Regions from separate parts of the Ovis aries genome. Here region 1 is linked to region 2. A link is a contact called in public Hi-C data. All regions are on one chromosome and are shown on one strand. Each heading gives the region's core, a stretch centred on a gene start, on an enhancer-like site or on the middle of the called end of the contact. The rest is flanking DNA. Distances are from core to core; before and after follow the strand shown.

The links. A called contact is a pair of places that touch in the nucleus more often than the background predicts.
Region 1: a contact with region 2 is called in a Hi-C map of tail adipose tissue, with 6 times the contacts expected there. The contact joins two enhancer-like sites. A contact is called at or near these places in 12 of 16 Hi-C or Micro-C datasets (blood, hypothalamus, liver and 6 more).

Annotation. Positions count from the first base shown.
Region 1 is chr13:22,339,500-22,346,693 of ARS-UI_Ramb_v3.0, reverse strand. MLLT10 (MLLT10 histone lysine methyltransferase DOT1L cofactor) reads right to left here. Exons shown (of 21, transcript XM_060397320.1): 13 at 2,293-2,410; 14 at 854-926. Among named protein-coding and RNA genes, the nearest start is that of MLLT10, 200 kb to the right of the region's middle. Within about 2 kb of position 3,168, at least 12 of the 54 cell types and tissues checked have an H3K27ac peak or open chromatin away from gene starts, as enhancers often do. A contact at or near this core is called in tail adipose tissue, where this site is marked.
Region 2 is chr13:22,108,947-22,115,683 of ARS-UI_Ramb_v3.0, reverse strand. No RefSeq gene overlaps it. Among named protein-coding and RNA genes, the nearest start is that of SKIDA1, 27 kb to the left of the region's middle. Within about 2 kb of position 4,588, at least 29 of the 54 cell types and tissues checked have an H3K27ac peak or open chromatin away from gene starts, as enhancers often do. A contact at or near this core is called in tail adipose tissue, where this site is marked.

The sequences.
Region 1 (7,194 bases), core at 1,919-4,418, 230 kb before region 2:
TGTGTACTTCAGACTCCTAGTTTCAAAAGAATAATACTTAATTTTCTGAAGAGTTCAACTGGGAAAAACAACACGACCTTTATTTCAACCAAGGATCATACAGGAAAAAAGGAACTACTGATGCACCACTAGAAAATAGCTACATTAGAGGTTATTGGATGAATCTCTCTAACATTACACAACTAGAAAACGGTATGGAAGTTGAGAGTGGAATAAAATTAATAAAAATACAGCCTATTAAATAATAAAAACATGTCCTGTTAGCAAGAATAATCTGACATATATATTAATATTATAAATGATATCTGAGCTCTCTTATATAATATCCAAGGTAATTTCACAGAACAAGTATAATATATTTGCTGTACTTTGTTTCAAACAATTTTAAACAATTTTAGAGGGATTTTAGAGACAAGTCGTAAGAACTTCATTTACTGAATTAGGAACTGGAGACTAAAGGATTAAGTACATAGCCCACAACAGCACTAAAACTGGACCCCAAAGTTGAAAGCCTGGAGTCTGCAGCTTTAACAGATCTTAAGACTATTCTATAACCAAAAAGGATTATCCAAGTTAACACATTAATAGTACCTGCAGCTAAATATACAAGAGAGCTCAAATTGATTAGAGATCCAAGAAAAGGCTATGTCTTTTATAAAGCTTAGAAATCTAACCACATGTTTAATATTCAAATTAATTTAGAATCACTCTTCTTAACTGTCCAGACATGCCTCTTATCTACAGAATGATTTTATAGCCTCACAAATGTAAGCTCTGCTGATATGAGATAAAGAAGTTTCCAAATCTCAAAATGTTTCCTTTGCTGATACTTTGCAGTGCAAATAATGCTTACCTTGGTGAGAGACTTCCTCTGGGTGAGCTTCCTCTGCCAGCAAGGCTACGGCTATTGTCTCCAAGATCTTGATCTGCAGTGTAAATATTTCACAGCTGATAAAGTGACTCTCACTAGATGAGAGGTTTTAAGCCCTGGCCCTGATTTTTCCTAAAACATACATAAAACCTTTACTACTATCTTTGCAGTTACTACAAAAGTAGAAGATCTAGTATGCTGCTAGCTTAGAACTGCTGGAGTGTGGCATGTAAGGCGCTGTCCCTACACGTTTTTTTTGTGGGTGGAGAAGGCCATGGATTATGTTCATTCTTTCATTCCTTTCAGTTTTACAGCACAGAAGCGTGGTTTCCATTTGCAGTACCCTCCCCTCAGCCACTTTTAATTTCTACGGTTAAAGTAATGAATCACAGCTGTGGACAGCTAATCTGTATGCTTATCACAGCAAATCCTTATGCTTTGTATATTTTAACACTTCACATTCCAAGACAAATCATAAAATACGTATGCATTACATAGAGCCACGCACCAAAACTAAAATTATATATATGTTACGTGGATCATTACACGTAACACTAAATAACCAAATGGACAAAGACAAGTAGGAATACAGAATTCTGTATGCAAAAAGAAATTAATTTTTTAAAGATATTCCTGAGGTGACATCCAATATCTCAGCTTGAAGAATAATTTGTATTTCCCCTACAGTGAGTTCCTTATAAAATCACCCTATCTGGCCTCTTTCAAGGTCGTCCTCCCCTTATTCTGAGTCAGGTGACCTTTGACTCTTGAAGGGTAAAGACATGACTGATCCATTCTTGGTGAACTGCTAAACCCATTCCCTTCCCCCAAACAGGCATGACTACTTGGACATGTCAACAAATCCTTAAGGGTGGAAAGAAACAAAGCAAATCCAGTGGCTCATTAAAACAGTACAAGAGGCAAATGCTACAAAATGTCAACTGGTAAAAATTCACAGGATTACTAAACACTGTAGAGATTCTCTAACAGGATTTTTTTTAACCAAGTTTGTGTAATGCAATTTCATGAATTATGCAAATAAAGATTGAGGCTATTCACAGAAAGCCCAGTGTTATGCTACTTTCATTGCACAGAACTAAGCACTGAACACATCAATCACAAAAGTCACAGGAGACACTAGCATTCCTGCCTGCTGATGGCTCTGCTTAAACATTTACATTTCAGACAGTAAAAAAAAGGCACAGATTTTGCAGCACAGCATACTATTTACTTCCAACTGTAATTCTTTTCATTTAAAAGGGGAGGGGAGGGGTACACACACACACACAGTCCTCCCCTTTAGATTTTATTTATTAACCACATCTTTAGATTCTTCAAATGAAATTAGCTTGATGGGGGGTAAAAATCAGTTTGGTGGAGGGGAACAGAATTTTAGAGTTTAAAAATTCTTGAGACCTTACCTGTTTGATTGTTTTCAGACTGAGCTATAAGAGCTGCCACTGATGAAGTTGAATTTAATCTATTGCCATACATATGAGATGATGCCTGATTAAGAGACGATCCAGATAAGGTATTTGCCTAAATGAAAAGAATTACAAAGACAAATTAATTATTGTATAAAATATCTTAATACTTTCCTTCCTAAAAGACCTAGCAACAACTATTTTCTTCAACATAAGAATGTAAGTAGAACTTCCTGACTTTGCAAATTTCATTCTTGTTTTACCATTTCAACATTCCAGTTTCTGAAAAGTTACATTAACTCAAAATAGAGAGGGAGCACTGCAACTGGCACAAAGTTAACTATTTATGATTTAATTTCAAAGTATCTATTTGATACCAAAACCAGTGGCCTGGTAACCATGTGAACATATGACTAGTTATTTAATCTTATTAAACCGTTTAGAAAATAAGGGCAGGGAGACAACAGATGTCTAACAAATGCTTCAGTCTCTTACCTCACAAGCTGCCTGAGGAGGTCAAAAGGTTCAGCTTCTACCTTTAGTATTTTAACTACACAGAGCCATATCTCCACTGCTTAACTCTGTCATTAGTAAAACCCGCACACTATTTTGTTACTTCCTATTTTGATAGACTTGGAAGCCTGCTGCTTTTTCTGTTTTGTTTTGTTTTTATTTTAAAAGAAAGCAAACAGGCATCACAAGTATGTTTTCTATACAATGCAGGGCTCAACGAATCACAGCTTTGCCCTGACCCCATATAAGGCACTGTCTTTTTGGCAGTAAGCCAGCTCTGCGAACTGAAGAGCTGGTCCACAGTTTGTAATTCATTCATGTTGCTAACCACAATTCTGAAGGCCTCTACTGGGACTTGTGCCAAACAAGCGAAAATGAACCCTTAAACAGATGAAGCTAAGGAGGCTGGCCAAAGTCTTGCGTAATCCAATGTAATAAAAATGCCTTCTTTGATGTGAATACTTTCTCCCACTTTCCAAGAATATTATAACCTCAAAAATGTGGCATTTTGGAAGCAAATCTCTTGTACACAAAACACTGCTAACTCACAGAAGGCTATCACTAGTCTGAAATACTTTTCAGATTTAACAGAACCACACATTTCAAAGTAGATTTTTCTTTTTCATGAAGTAATTGTGTAGTTATTGCAGAACAAAATTCTGGAAAATAATCTCAAAGAATTGAGGTGTTTTTAATATAAATAAGCTGATTAACAATAGAACAAGATGTAGAACATTTTGACATGTTTAACTGCACAAAAGAGACCAAGACGACAAAGCAGTGACAACAAGCAAAATATTACAGAGAATAAACTGTGCTTCTGGAAAGACTCAGACCCTGACATTAATATTTGGCCTCTAGCCAACTTACTCAACATAAAAACTAGACTTTACAAGTCACAGGAATAGTCTCCGTGACATAGAATCCTGTCCTTGCTTTCCATTGTCTCAAAGGGTATATTTCATAGTTCATACTATAATGTCTAAGTTCAATTGGTCAGTTTCTGGGATTCATTTTTCTTCTCATTAAAGCTATGTATACAAAGTCAGTAGTTTGGATTATACAGTCCTGTTTCACAATCAATTAGCCCTCAGCAAAAGCTAAGTCATCCCTTTAATCTGAAGATCACACTAGACACTTACCATGCATAGAATATATAAAATGTGTCAGCAACAGAAAGATAGGAAGACTTTTCTTTTAACCTCTTCAAAAGTTAACTGCTTGGGAATCAGCTACTCATAAAATAACTTAGAATGAGAAAAATCCAGAGACAAACAGAAAGACCAGATGTTACTAGAAACCCAGTTTAAAATCTTGGGCACCTCACACTTAAAAGAGCCCTTTGCAGAGCCAATTTACTCTTACTCTAGACAGAATTCTAAAAAGATCAACTAAGCATATAACAGATTAGAAGTGGAAAATTAATTAGAAAGAGGGAGAAAAAGTAATATCTTGAGACACTTTGTTGGCAGCAAGAAGTAACAGCTGACAGCAGGAGAGGAGAGAGAAAAATATGAGCAAGAAGGAGCGCACTCCCGAGTGCTGGCCAGGCCTGGCTCCGAGCACGGGCAGGAAAGGTCGCCACACCTGCACTCCAGCCTTCTGACTCTTGTGCTAGTGCACTCATCCCCTGGCTGAATCCAAACTATTATCACACTAGTTAAACTGCTTTTCCAGTTCCAATTATCAGCTTTATGAGCTTCCTTAGTCTCTTGATAAGAATAAAGATCCTATTCTCTTTCAGGAAGGGTTCCTTCTGTCAAGGGCTTTCTATTTATCCCTGTTAGCTTCAAATTTCTTGATGTAGTCTCCAAATCATCATACTTTTTCAATCACACACTCCACCCACTACACTAACGGCTCAAAATGCAAAGCAGCACAGCGTAACTCATTTCTATAAAGACTACCATCAGGAAGAGGATAAATCATCGTTAGCACAATTTCAAAGCAAGAAAGTATGGATTTTATAAAGATGGTAGGCAAAGGTAAAATTAATAATAAAAATATTAGAAATACATTCATTATCCTGAATGATAAATTTCCCTCAATTTTTTTAATGTTTAAAAACTACCAGGTAGTTTTTTAAATTATTGTATTTATCTAAGTAAGGAATTTCCAAGAGAGACTGAAAATTACTAATTTTTACCATCTAGGGTTTTGTGGTATATGAGAGCACCTAAACCACTCTACATTAAATTCAAGTCATTACCATCATTTTTAGCAGGTAATATGAGCTAGCAAAGACTCTACAAATGTCTGACACAGGCCAACATTTCTGAAATGATATTTACAAAGGTTACTGCTGGAAAATGTTGATAACTCTGCAGGAAACTTGGAGCAAAGAGACTCCCAACATTTTAGCTAAAAGATTCTACAACTTTTAGTAGCAATAAAGAAGGAAAAGTAAAAGAGACAACCTACACTGATGGGGGAATATAAATTGGTACAGCCACGTGGAGAAAAGTACAGATCTTTAAAAATGAAAAACAGAGCTGTCATATGATTCAGCAATCCCACTCCTGGGCATATATCTGGAGAAAACCATAATTTGAAAAGACACATGCATCCCAATGTTCACAGCGGCACTATTTACAAGGAAGCAATGTAAATGTCTGTCAACAGATGAATGGACTACTACTTAGTCATAAAAAAGAATTAAATAATGCCATTTGCAGAAACGTGGATGCATCTTGAGATTACCATACTACGTGAAATAAAGCTAGACAAAGACAAATATCCTATGATATTGCTTATGTGTTAGTCTGCTCAGTCATGTTCAACTCTATGGGACCCCATGGACCACAGCCCACCAGGTTCATATGTCCATGGAATTCTCCAGGCAAGAATACTGGAGTGGATACCATTGCCTTCTCCAGGGGATCTTTCTGACCCAGGGATCAAACCTGGGTCCCCTGCATTATAGTCAGATTCTTTACTGTCTGAACCACAAGGGAATTGGTATCATTTATATGTGGAATCAAAAAAAAAAAAAAAAAAGATACAAATGAACTCACATACAAAACAAAGATATAGCCACAGACATAGAAATAAATTTATGGTTACCAGAGGAGAAAGGGGGAGGGGAGGGGGATAAACTAGTGTTAACATACACATATTACTATATATAAAATAGATTACCAACAAGGACATACTGTGAGGCACAGGGAGCTTCACTCAGTATTTTGAAGTAATCTATAAGCGGAAAGAATCTGAAAAAGATTATATACACACACATACCACAACTGAATCATTCTGCTGTATACCTGAAATTAAATCAACACTGTAAATCAACTATACTTCAATTACCCACAAAAAAGAAAGTGCTACTTGTTTTTGGAAGTAAGTACACACCTTATGGTATTTCAATTCTATCTTGCCCTGGAAAGGAGAATGTCTACTGTGGGCAAATACGTTCTTGAGCCTGTTGGCACTATAAAGAATATAAGCTGTTAAAACACTGGGGAGGCTGAGTGAAAGTATCCATAATACACATGAACTCTGCACTGTTCCTGCAACTTTTCCATACACCTAAAATTATTTCAAAATAAAACGCTAAAACAAAAAAGAATATGATTGCAAAAAACTGGTTACTTGGCTTTATAGTATTTTGACGAAATGAAGTAATGTACTCAAAATGTAAAAAGAGGTGTTAGTCAAGATTCACTTCCAAATATATGATCTTGGGTTTTTTCTCTCCCCAAGAAGGAACCATTTACACGCAAGATGTTATACTATACCTATTCCAAAATCCTAGTAACAGTCTTAGTAAGTGTAATAATTATTTTACAAAATGAACCCAAAGCAAGGTAAAGCAGAAGTAAACTTAATAATTACTGAGGTAAATCTAAGTCACACTGAAGCAAAATATGCTTAGGTATCCAAGGAGACCTGGGTTCAACCCTTGGGTCGTGACGATCCCCTGGAGAAGGGAATGGTTGCCAAAGGGCAGACACGACTAAGTGACTTTCACTTTTTCACCCAAGAAAGAGAATACCCTTAGCAAATTTAGACTACTATGCTATGCTAAGTATCTAGAAAGACATGTAAGCCACTACCAAGGTAGTATTTACACTCAAAATCAAAGAATCCTAAGTAGACTGACATACCCTATTAAAATATTAATAAGATTAAAATTACATTTCAGCTTGAAATTTCCTATTAATAGTTCACCTCTTATATTTCAAATGTCTGCTTATGACCACAGAGAAATTTTTAAAAGGATTGTAGTTGTAGAGTGAAGTGAATCTATCAAATTCCTAGGCACCTGGCTCATTCTAAAGGAGTTAGTTGTGGAGGGGGAAAAAAATCAGGCTAAATCTATTCAATTATCTGAATGTCAGACTTAAAAGTGAGTATTGATAGTTTTTTCCCCCTCCCCACTGTTGG
Region 2 (6,737 bases), core at 3,339-5,838:
CTTGGGCTCCTATAGCTGGAAACCACCAGGTTCTCTGCAGAATGATGACCTGCTACAGGGGGACCAAACCAACCCCACAAAGCTGTTTATTTCCCTAGAGCTACATAGTTCCTTCCCATCTTGAGGTTAGGGAGAGAGAGTGAGTTGGGTCCATACAGGACCATGAGCAAACTATCACTCAAAAAAGTTACTTTGAGAACCTAGAGTTTTTGAAACCATTTACTTCTCTTCTTGAACTTGGGGAAGACTGAGTTAGGGGCAATTTGGATAAGAAAGGAATATCTCTGTTTTGCTATGATCCCCCTTGGGCCTCTTTTACTTTGCATTTCTTTTCCTTCTTCTTCTTCATCATCAGTGTCAAGTTAGGAAGAAGGGCAAGTAGAAAGCACCAGTGGCCTTGTGCTATGAGGACCTGCTGAAGTTGACTTGAGGCTAGGCTGTGTCTGGGCAGGTGGCTGGGTGTGAGAGATTCCTGCTCTGGTATGAGGAGAGGAGATCTGGAGACAAGGTATCCCCTGGGTAGGGATGCTCCAGCCCAAGTTACTGAAGAGCAGGTTCTGCATCCAGGCCCTAAGCTCAGGGGTCCTGAAAAACGTGCCCTGCTCCAAGGTACCTGTTGCTTAAAGCTGGCTGGGGAGCCTATTGTAAGTCTTCGGGGTTAGGTCTGGCTTCCCCTGGGGCTGCTGGATTCACCTGTCATTACGCTCACTGCCCAGGGACCCTGACAAACCTCCACAATGTGAGTCTGAAAAAAGGGCGCTTAAGGTTCACTGATCTGTGTGTAGAACTTTGCAAAACTGCAAATAAGCGAGGAAATTTGTCTATTCTTGGTAAGGGAAATACAAGTTTGCACTTCACATGGAAGCATGAGAAAAAGAAGGGGGGAAAACTTCTGGCCAAAAGCCCCACTGTAATCTCCAGAACAATTTCATTTCCTCTGCAGCACCCTGGCTACCCTAGCCGAGGCCTCCGAGAGGTCAGGGAGGAGAAGGAGCTTAAAAGCGGGGGTGGGGGAGAGGAGACGTGGCGAGGCCCCGGGCAAGGTCTCAGGTGAGGGCCAGGCCGGCTGCTGACCAGGGGACCGACGGGGTGGAAGGCCGCAGGACGGGGGAGGGGCAGAGCCTCGTCTTTTGGAAGGTTTTGGTGTTTTCGAGAGGGGGTTTTTCGCAAGAATTCGCTTGGCCTGCCTCCGGGGTAGCTCGCTGGCGCTTTTCCCCGCCCCTTCTTGCCGAGCAGGTCGCAGGGAGCTCGGGTTTCCGCCGAGGCCCTGCTCCCGGGCCGCCCGCGCTCCGCCCGCCTCGGCGCGCAGGCCTTTCCCGCTTGCTGAGAAAGGGAAAAGCGCGCGCTCCGAGTGGTGCGGGCTGGGAGCGCGTCCGTCCCGGGCTAGCGCAGGTCCTCCGTGGGAGCCGAGCTGCCCTGGCCTGCCCTATAAACCCGGCCAGCCGTCCAGGCAGGAGAGGGGGTCCCCGGGCAGTGGCTCCTGTCTGGGCGTCCGAGACCCCAGCGTGTCGCTCGGCTGCTGGGAACCCGCCGGCTGCAGAGAAGCAGGCCCCGGGAAGCTGGTTCTCTCCCCCTCCAAAGGATGGTTGGTTGGAACTTCTGAACCTTTTGCTTTAAGGTGATTGATCATGTCCCACCAGAGAGCCGCTCCACCCCCGTCCCCATCTCTGCCGCCTTCCGTTGTCACCTCGGCTCTAACTGTGCGCAGAGACCTGCGGGAGCGAGGGTGGCGCGTTTGGAGATGGGAGCCGCCAACGCGAGCATTTGTGTATGAATGCTTGTCAAGCAGGCAGGGCCAGAGCGGTTGTCGCGATTTTGGATGAATCCTGGTGTAAGAACCCATTACAAGAGGGCAGGATAGCGTCTCCGCACCCGAAGTCCTCTAAGAGAAAGACGCAAGAGACGGCTTTTCCCAGGAAACCGTCTCAGCACGCCTGCCTCCCTCCATGGAAGTCCTCGCAGGAGCCGGGCTCCACACTGGGCGCCTAAAGGGAACTCAGGATGAAGGCTCACAGCCTCTCTCTGACGTTGATCATTAATTTGGGCTGCTCGGAGCCAGTAACACACTCAACACCTCTGGCTTTGGAACTGTCCCGGAGCTGGGATCCAGGCTCAGATGACCCAGGGCTGCGGATGGGAAATGCCAGTTTCGTAGGCTCTGGGATGCGTCTGAGTGGGCTGCGCAGAGCTCCCAGGGCAAAGGTTGGCTCTTTCTCGCCCCAAACAAATACTTGGTTAACTAGTGTAGACTAAACACATTAATGTTATTAAATGGGGTAAAATAGACGGGGTTGAAAGTGGGGGCATGCCAACTGGACCCAGACCCGGTCATACTTCTCTTCCGGTGACAAGGCAGGACGCTCCCAACACGGAAATAGAAATGTAACATTCAACTGGACGAATTAATTTTTGACGGATTTATGGTATGATTTTCTTTCAAGCGATATTCATTGGTTCTTTCGATCTGTAGTGCAGTCCAAAGACAGAAATATAAACAAGCACTTTCTGCTTTGCAGAAACCCCTTAACAGTATCTCCCAAAGAAAGATCAAGAATTTTCCCTAGATAATGCCTCATATTCCGAATGACTGATCAGAGAACTTCGGTATTGTTAAATAAAATGAGAGGAAGGCGAGTGACGTGGGAGTCGAACAATGGCATTTCTGAATCAGTTTGCTTGATTGACATTTGGGAGCTTCATGACCCCAGGGAATAGGACTCATTACGGTGAATACACCAAAACATCAACCAAGATTAGAACTCTAGATCCTGTTTTAATCCCATTTCAGTCTAAATTATAGTGGGAAAATATAAAATCCAAGAGACGAGAATTACTCCATCATATATTGACCTAAAGTTTTAATTGCTCCAAGGGGGAAATAAACCTGGAAAACCGATATTCTTTTCATCACTTTTAGGAGCAGCACTGACAATTAAGCAACGTGTGTTTGGGAGGGTAGGTACTAAGAATTTTAAGCAATTTAAAATATTTTATATTTATTTGGGGAGACATACTGAATAAATGTATAGGGAGCTTTTATGCATCTGTGAGAGAAAAAAAATAATTCTTCTCTACTGGGTAAGAAGCAAGGGTCATGAACAAATTGATGCTGAGAAATAATTAGATACCTTAAAGGCAGGGTCTAAATTTCCATTATTATTTGGAAGGCTTCTCTATTTCCTGGGAGGGGAACATTTTTAACGTCAAAAGTTGTGTTAAATGTAAATTTAACCCAGGAAATTGTTGAGAGCTGAACTGATCTTCAAGTTGGAATAACGGAATGTGTTTGAGCAAAGTCTATTTTTAACCACAGAAAAGTGTGAGATAGTGTGGGCTCTGTGTTAGGTGAGAGTATAGTCTAAGGCAACTTCAGTTTACAAAAAACATTGATTCTTCAATGGAACTTATCCTTAAATCTCAAAAACGTGGACGATTGGAAGTTTTAAGTATTATACATCAAACAGAACTGATGAACACAGGCAGATGAAACTGTGGTAAAAGATGTTACAGTTATATTCTCCCAATTTTTAGCAGATAACCTACAGCAAAGTAGTAGGGGAATGTAACAGGAAGACATAAAGATAGACCAAATATGTTATAAATGATGGCCTAGAAGGGGCTGTTGCACAATATAGGTTCACAATCTTACATACTGAGGGGTAGATTTTAATGGGAAGCCTCTCTGTTGCATGGGAACTGGGAATCATAAGAATTATTTATGCAGCAAGAAGGAACAAAAATTAATTATTAGGAGCTCAATAATCACCAAATAAACTCTGAGCTTTGAGGTTAAAAATAGACGACTATCTTCATGTTCAATTATACAGTATCAATTACTAATACAACTGATGTTTCAGAGTCTCAGCAAGACCAGATACCATCTTCTATGGAGATATCTTGGTATTAATTAATGACTGCTTTATTCTCATTATTCACAAGGAAAAATGGGGGTCGTGTCACACTAAAATTAAGATTATCTTAGTTTATCTGGGCTCTTAAACAAAGATCATTCAAAGTAATTATATTTTGAATTAACAGAGGTAGGCAATTTATCTCGCTATTTTTTGTTCAAAGACAGAAAATAAAGATCAGAAATAAGCAAAGTTTCATTCTGAAGACAGAAAGAACCAAACATGTCTTGACTTTTGCAATATTTCCCTTGCTAAAGGGGGGAAGAGGGAACCGTAAAAGACGTGACTTTGCAAAGTCAAGTCCTTTTTAAAAGACTCGGATCGAAATTCTTGCTATGCAACAAGGATTCAGGTTTGATTAATTTTCTGCAAGCGACGTGACAGCGGTGTTTTAAAAGATTAATTAAAATTGAAGTGATACGGAGCAGGAATTCAACCTGCAGAGGCGTCCCAGGCGCCTTGGGGGGCTTTTGCAAGCGACTCTCAAGCCCAAACTAACTGGCTTTCCCGAGCCTGGGACGTAACTCTCCGTCTCCTGGAGAGGAACGCGGAATTTGGCAAGGCGCCCGCCTGGCCGCCTGGCATTCCGAGCTGGCCGCCAGCTCTCGGGGGTGGGGACGGGGTGTGTCCCGGGGAACCCGCTGCGGAGAGAACTGCTGGCGCGGCTCTCCACGAGCCAGTAAGGTTCAGGGTCACGCCGAGAGGCCGGAGGAGACTCTGGGAAGTCTCCAGCCGGTGGCCCCGGGCCTCCCAATCTCCGGGCGGAGCGGGGAGCGGGGTACCTACTTGGTAACCGGGATCTTGCAGAGCCCATTCTACAGTCGCAAGAGCGCGGGGCTCCTGCCTGGCGAAGGCGCATCTCCAACGCCTACGACGTGAAGGGCTCGGACGCTGGGCTGCGGCCGCTGGGCCGGGCCGCGGGCGGGCCTGCACCGGCAGTCCTGCCTCTTCGGCTCAGAGTCGGGACTCCGGGAGGCCCTGCACTGCTCAATCGCCCGGCCACGTCCCCTCACCTCTCCGCTCACTTTCTCGCCCCGGCTTCTGCCCTCCCCCCGCAGCCCTGTCCCCTCGCTCCACTGCGCGACGCCTTCGCCCGAGTAAGAAATTAGCTGCGTGCAGCTGTAACTGTACTGAAGGAGATACAATCGCGGGAGCCCTCGAGGTCGCGCGCGGCGGACAGGCGATGCGGGTGGCGCCCCAGAGAGTAGATGGGGGGAAGCAGGAAGCGTTTGTTTGCAGTTCGCCTCGCCGGGGCACGAACTACAGTGTCTCTGTCTCTCCACTTGGGGGGCTCGGGTCCTGACCGTGAGACCGCGTCACGCGGGCCGTCTCCAGACTGCTCGGGCGGGCTGGGTTGCGCGCGCGTAGGCACACAGCCGCGTGGTGGGGGTGCCGGCCCGGCGGCCTCCCGGCTGGAGCCGCCCCTCCGCCCTGCGGCAGCGCCGGGAAACCCCTGCCTCTGCGGCGGGTGCAGGGGGAATGCGGACTAAAAGGGTCCCCGGGGATTCTCCGCGCAGCGGAGGCGACGTAGTTTCTCCTCCCCTTCCCTTCTGCCTCTCCCACTCTCCTCGGAGACCTCAGAGTGGCCGAGAAGTGGAAAGGGAGGCCGGTATACAGACGGCGAAGGCCTGGAAGCGGGAACCGGGGGACTCCAGGCGGGACAGGAGGCACTGGGACGCGGAAAGGGGGCGTGGGGCCAGGAGGACTTGGCTGAGGCGGGCTGGGCGGAGGCGAAGCGAGAGTCCCTTCCTCTCCGAGTAGCGCAGGGGGAACCTCTTCCCCCGGGAACCCCCTACCCAGCAGCTCCCAACCTCGAGAACAAAGGGTCTGGGAAGCACGGTCGGGGTCGGGGAGCGGAGGTGGAGGGAGGCAGGAAGGCAGGCAGTGGGGGCAGGGAAGGACGCCTCGCCACATTTCCTCTCGCGGCCGAATGACGGAAAGCTCCCTCCTGCAGACGCCTCACAGAGGCCGCTTCCAAATCCGGGAGGGCTCGGGTTCCTTACCTAACGGCTGCACTCGCTCCCTTCCTCCCCCAGCGTCCCCACCCACTCCGGGGACCGGAGCCCGGGAGCTGCCAGGCAGGCGGCTCGCCGCGGCGAGGGCGGAACCGCGGGGCAGCAGCGCCTCCTGCAGGTGCCGGGCGCCTCCGCAGCCGCCGCGCAGGGCCGACCCTTAAGGTGGAACGGGCCTCGTTCCCCACCCGCGCTTTCGGCTATTCCGCAACCTTGCTTCCACCCGCGGCGTCTCCCTCAAGAAGCAGGCCTGGCGGTCCAGAAGGGTCGGAGTCTGATGGTTCCTGCTGCTATTTCCTTGATCCCTTGACCCCACTATCTGCAGATCCTAGTGTGCGGATGCCCCGGTATCGATTTCGACAATCACAATTGATAATTCCCTGCTGGTGTAAAAGGATGCGTAAGTCACGCGTCTGGGCTGAAAGACCAAAACGGCGTTTAACTTAAAAGCAAACTTTTATTTTCGTTTATTAAAATCAGAAGGCCTGCAGGGAAGGGTCGCCGAGGGTTGTTGGCCTGTCCCTGGGTCTTCCGGATGCAAGGGTTCTGGATGAGCCTGGCGGTCTGGGAATCGCATTCAGCGCCCACACCCCGCAAACTCTTGGTCAGGTGCAGGTGCAAGACGCCGGGGAGGAGCGGTGGGCCCATAGGGCCCTCCTTTTGCATCTCCGGCTTCCCGGCTTCAGCTTACTCTCGCTGGGAGGGCTAGTTAATTTGGTGAAAGCAAAGAACGTGGAGAGGATAGAAGAGCAGTTTTTCTTTCTTTTCGTTTTAGCTAGATGTGCGTGTGGGTATGAACTCATTGATTATTGGA